2 separate regions of the Mus musculus genome follow, and region 1 is linked to region 2. Evidence: chromatin contacts called from public Micro-C data. All regions are on one chromosome and are shown on one strand. Each heading gives the region's core, a stretch centred on a gene start, on an enhancer-like site or on the middle of the called end of the contact. The rest is flanking DNA. Distances are from core to core; before and after follow the strand shown. Region 1 holds the start of Ppp2r2a (protein phosphatase 2, regulatory subunit B, alpha). Region 2 holds the start of Kif13b (kinesin family member 13B).

The links. A called contact is a pair of places that touch in the nucleus more often than the background predicts.
Region 1: a Micro-C map of embryonic stem cells shows a contact between it and region 2, with 7 times the contacts expected there. The contact joins the promoter of Ppp2r2a here to the promoter of Kif13b in region 2. A contact is called at or near these places in 2 of 39 promoter capture datasets (liver and pre-B cells) and 1 of 484 Hi-C or Micro-C datasets (embryonic stem cells).

Annotation. Positions count from the first base shown.
Region 1 is chr14:67,071,174-67,073,873 of GRCm38.p6, forward strand. It overlaps Ppp2r2a (protein phosphatase 2, regulatory subunit B, alpha), which reads right to left and starts at 1,298. Exons shown (of 10, transcript NM_028032.3): 1 at 917-1,298. The coding sequence starts at 923.
Region 2 is chr14:64,651,018-64,653,926 of GRCm38.p6, forward strand. It overlaps Kif13b (kinesin family member 13B), which reads left to right and starts at 1,524. Exons shown (of 40, transcript NM_001081177.2): 1 at 1,524-1,639. The coding sequence starts at 1,585.

The DNA of each region.
Region 1 (2,700 bases), core at 48-2,547, 2.4 Mb after region 2:
CTCAATCTCAATCCAGAATTACTCTATGAGAGGAAGGGCTTCAAGACTAAATTGTACAAAGATAACCGACTCTCAAACGACATTAAACCTCGCTTTTCCTTTACCCATTCCTTGCTAAATTATTCTCAATCAGGCTTTCTCCCCCCGCACCCCCCCCGTCCCCCCTCAGCAAGGTTTTATAAAATCCCTCTCCCTTTGGCTATTTATATCGGCGAACTCCACAACTATTTTAACTCCAAGAAACCCTTCTGGGAAAAGGACATCTGCCCAAACGCTACCGTGCAAAATGCAAAGTTTAAATTACCTTTCTCTCCCACCCAGCCCCCACCCCAATCCTTGCAACTTCTATTAAAGGCTTAGCATTCGTGAGTGGCAAAAAAATAAGACACGGGAAGGGAGCAAAATCGAAAACGAAATTCAGGCTTACACCCTCAAAACCTGACCTACCCCATTAATGTTTGTGTGGTGCTGGGGGTTGGGGGGGGGGTGACCGTGAGTTGGGGGGGTGGGGGTATGCCTCCATTGTATTTTAACTTGCAAAGCTGTCTTCCTTCTTATCGGTCCAGAATACATTTCTACAGAAAGGTTCTCAGTAGACCGGGAAGAGGAATGAATATGTAAGGAAGAGCGGAGGGAGCAGGGTGCAGAGGGGACCCATCTGCACGCCTGCACCCGCCCCACCCACGCCGTCTCCCACCCCCAACGCACCCGTGCCGTGTTCCTGTAGTGCCAGGCCCCGGGCCCGGCCTCCAGGCCCCACAGTCCCAGCTCAGTGCCAGGCCCGCCCGCCCGCCCCACACTCGGCCAGCGCCCCAGGCCGAGGCCCCGCCACCACGGTCGCTAGGGGGTGACGGAGAGCGCGCAGAGGAAGCGGCACGGCACCCTGTCAGCCGCCCAAGGGCCGTTTCTTCTTTACCTGCCATGTCGCGCTGCAAATGGTGACCCTGCCGGGCTCGTCGGGGTCTCCGCGACCGGGGCTCAGCCCCCACACCTGGGGATGGGGGGATCGAGGGCGCGGATGGAGGCGGATGGCACCTGAGGGGGGAGGGGACCGGGACCGGGGCGGAAAGGAAGCGGCCCGGGTGGAGCGGTCGGCAGGATGGTGGCGTTCACTCAGGGGCGTCCCGTCTCGTGCTCCTTCTCTCGCGGTGGAGACGGCAGCGGCGGCAGTAGCGGCGGCGGCGGCGGTAGTAGTGGCGGCGGCAGCGGCGGCTAGGACAGCGACGGCGGCCGCGGCGGCAGGGACAGGCGACTCCACTTTCAAAATGGCGCCCGCTGGCTGGCCGGTGACGTCACTTGAGGGGGCGGAGCGTCTTTGGGGCGGGTCGTGCTGTGTTAGCCACGCCTCCTTCTTGTCTTGCTTTCGCCCCGCCCCGCCCGCTAGGATCCTTGAGAAGGTCCCTGTACAGAGCTAGAGCTGCACTTAGTTTGCTGTGGCTGTGGGCTGGATGTGCCAAGCCGCGGTGCCCAAGTGGCCAAGGCCTGGCCTGTCTGCACCTCTCACTGTCCCAAGCCGTAGAGCCAAGGCCGGAACTTTGGGATGGCCTCATATGTTCACTTATGCTCAACCACATGGTGAGCTGGCCCTCTCGAGAGAATACCCCTTTTGTTGCTCCAGTGACCCTGTGGGTGAGCCCCGGAGGCACCAAAATTAAGGGAGAGTGATGCATACTTGCCACTGCCTGCCCAAGGTGAGAGTTCACTGAGCCCAGAAGGACACAACTGGACTGGTTCCATCTGGGTGAATTAGGTTACCTTCCCATGGACTAGAGCCCTTGGCTACTGCGAGCAGTTAAGAATAGCTCGCCACAGAAATTGGATGTTGTGAATGCCGCAAAAAGTAGCCAAGGTCTTTTCAGATAAAAGTGGTAAAATCAATGATTAAGAAGGTATGTTCTGCTGGGCAGTGGTGGCATACACCTTTAATCCCAGCACTTGAGAGGCAGAGGCAGGCGGATTTCTGAGTTCAAGGCCAGCCTGGTCTACAGAGTGAGTTCCAGGGTAGCCGGGGCTACACAGAGAAACCCTGTCTTGAAAAACCAAAAGAAGAAGAAGAAGAAGGAGGAGAAGGAGGAGGAGGAGGAGGAGGAAAAAGAGGAGGAGGAGGAAGAGGAAGATATGTTCTTCTGGCCGTGGTGACACATTCCTATAATCTCAACAGCGCTTGTATTCATTTAAGAGGTTCTAGAGTTCAAGGACAGCTGAGTTTGAGGCTAGCCTGGGCTATCTATAGAAGACTCTGCCTAACATACATACATCAAACACATGCAAAAAATTAAAATAAATCCATTTAAATGTAGCCTCTTCCAGTCAGACTCTCTGACATTCCCCCCCCCCTTTCCTATTCACCTTTAACTAGGTCAAATGCCCTTTCTTAGTAGTGCCAAGCTCTCCTCCTAGAGAGAGGGAGGGGAAGGAGGCAGAGGCAAGCAGATTTCTGGAGGTCAGCCTGGTCTACAGAGCTAGTTCCAGGACAGCCAAGTCCACACAAAGAAACTCTGTCTTGAAAGACAGAAGGAGGGCTGGGTAGATGGCCTAGTGGTTAAGAGCACTGACTGCTTTCCCAAAGGTCCTGAGTTCAATTCCCAGCAGCCACATGGTGGCTCACAACCATCAGTAATGGGATCTGATTCCCTCTTCTGGTGTGCCTGAAGACAACAACAATGTACTCATCTTAAAACAGTTAAAAAAAGAAAGAAA
Region 2 (2,909 bases), core at 274-2,773:
ATCATCAAAATCAAGGATCAAACCCAGAGGTCTTAAAAAGGAGAGGAAGAGGTTTTCAGATGAAGGGTCAGTTCTTGGACACCGTAGTCTCAATACAGATTGCTAGAGTTTAAGAGTCCTGCAGAATCGAGGTGAGGCGAGGTGCAAACCTTTAGCTCCAGCACTTAGAAGGCAGAAGCAGATGGATCTCTGAAGTGGAGACCAGTCTGTCTACTGAGTGAGTTTACAGACCAGCTAGGGCTAGATACAGAGGCAGGCGAGAGAGGCCTCAGGTCTGTTATTCCAGCTACTTGAGAGGGTGAGACAGGAAGATTGCAAGTAAAAAGCTAATTTGAGCAACTCATGTGGACCTCTATCAAAACCCAAAGCACAGGGGCTGGAGAGCTGGCTCACTGGGCTCTATTCTCTGCCCCTATGTGGTGGCTCGCAACTCTCTGTAATTCTAGGTCCAGGGGATCGGATGCCCTCTTCTGAATTCAGCACAGGCATACAGATATACATTCAGGCAAACATCCATAAACATAAAAAAAGAAGAGAAAAAGAAGTAAAAAAACAAAACAAAACAAACCCCAAAAACCCCACCCATCCAATGAAAAACTATAACAAAACTCCAAACAGGGCCATTGAGATGGTTCAGTGGGTAAATGTTCTGGCTTGCTAGCCAGATAACTGAATTCCATCCCTAGGACCCACAGGGTAGATAGAAGGAGAGAACTGACTCTTGAAAGTTGTCTTTTGACACATGCTCCCACATGTGTACACACACACACACATCCAATAAATAAATAAATAAATAACAAGTACATTACACAGAAGGGGAAAGGCCCAGCACCAACAAGGCAGTGTATGTATTTTCCCAGCTCACTAGCCCATTCCTATTCTTAGAAGTGCCTTTTCTTTCTTTCTTTTTCTTTTTTCTTTTTTTGAGACAGGGTTTCTCTTTATATTCCTGGCTATACTGGATCTCATGCTATAGACCAGACTGGCCTCAAACTCAACAGCGATCAGCCTATTTTTGCTTCCCAAGTGCTGGGGTTAAAGGCCTGTGACACCATGGCCAGTTGGCTTTCTCTTTCTTAATAAACTATCTCTACTTTTATTATCTCAAAAAATAATAAAAGGAAGGCTGGGAATATAACTCAAGGATAGAGCGCTTGCCTACCATTCATAAAGTGCTAATTTTAATGTCCAGAAAACTCTCCACACGCACACAAAAGAGAAGTTAGGTGTTGCGGGATGGACAGGGAAAATCCTGCAACAGATAGGAAGGAAGGAAGAGAGAGGAAGAAGTAAAGAAAGAGAAGGAAAAGAAAGGAGAGGGAGGTACAGGAACAGCGGCACAATTGTAAAACGGCGACAGATGACTACAAGTTCCAGAGAGCGGCGCGCGAATTTTCCCGCCAGCGCCTCGGCCTGACTTGTGGGAACTACACATCCCAGCATGCCCCGGGACGCACCGGTCCTCGCCCCTCGTCGGTCCCGCCCCCTTTTCCCCCACAGCCCCCGCCCGCCGGGTTGGCCTCGGAGAGTTTGTCCGGTGGCCGAGGTAGACGGAGGTGCAGTGAGAACCCCGGCGGTAGCACGATGGGAGACTCCAAAGTGAAAGTGGCGGTACGGGTCCGGCCAATGAACCGACGAGGTGAGCGCTTGTCCCGGGCCGGGGGCGACAGGTGCCTGTGGTGGTAGAGCTTCGGCGTCCCGGGGGTCTCGGCGGGCTCCCTTCAGCGCGCGTGCGCCCTCGACGGCGCGGTCGGGCCCTCAGCCCTCCGCCCCGCCAGCTGTCACCGAGCTCTCCAGGCCTGGGGCAGCTCCGGCCTCGCAGTCCTCCTGTGTACGCAGCTCTTAGGGCGGACAGCCCTACTTTTCGATTTTCCACGTTCTCCCTTGAACCTGCACCTTGTGGCTGTTTGCAGAAAAGGAAGGACATGCATGCCTTCTTAGTTCTTTTCTGGTTTATGACTGTCGAGAGGTTTCCTTTTTTTCCTTTTGCTTGAAGTGATAGTCATCATCTCAACAATAAATAGTCTCAGTGCCAAGATTCTTGGGAAATTGTATCTTTCAGACATGCTCTGAAGTCTGTAGGGAGGGTAGAGAAAGTAGATAAACCCAGGACACGTAAATCATCTATCCAAGTTGGAAAGACTGAAGCCCAACTTGAATCCGGGGAGTAGCTGCTTTTTGCCTCTGTAGCTTCACCAGAGGGTGACTGGGCAGGGTACTTAAAATGAGGTGATGTGTTTGAAAACACTTTCTAGACAAGTCTTGTTATTGAGGTTGCTGCCGCGCTCCCGGGAGATGGAATTGCTGCTAATTGATTTAGACTACTGACTAGCTAGAGCCATTATTAAGTGCAGGAGTCATTTTCCAAGGTTTCTAGTTTGTTTTACTGTGTTTAAAGTCTAGTGTGTAGGAAATAGTTTTTCTGTCTCCTTGCCCTTTTGTGTATGTATTGAGGTAAGTAGGTGTAAAAGTTAACAAAGATTTCTCTGGTTGGTTGTTCCTTGGGAACTTGGTGTCTCTGTTTTCTTGTCGTTGGTTTGCCTACTTGAACCTGCTGAAGTCTATGAGGCAAGCTTTTCCCCTGAAGACGGAACTTTTTAAGCTCTCAGCTCATTGCCTCCTAACATCCAGGTTCTCACAAAACAGAGTGAGTAGCTTAGAAGTCTGAAAGTTTTCAGTTCTCCCATTTTTTGAGTATCCAGACATCTTTATTTTAGATCACTTCACCTCATTGTGATCATTACTGCGATTAAAAAAAAACTAAAGAAAAAAAGAAAACAGCCAAATGAAATCCGACATATCTGGGAATGATTCGGAAAGGAAGGGTTCAGCACATTCTTAAAATTTCCTTTTTGCAAAACCCTTGGAAATGTCAGTGCTGAAGGAGGCCTCTAACCAGCCACCACAGC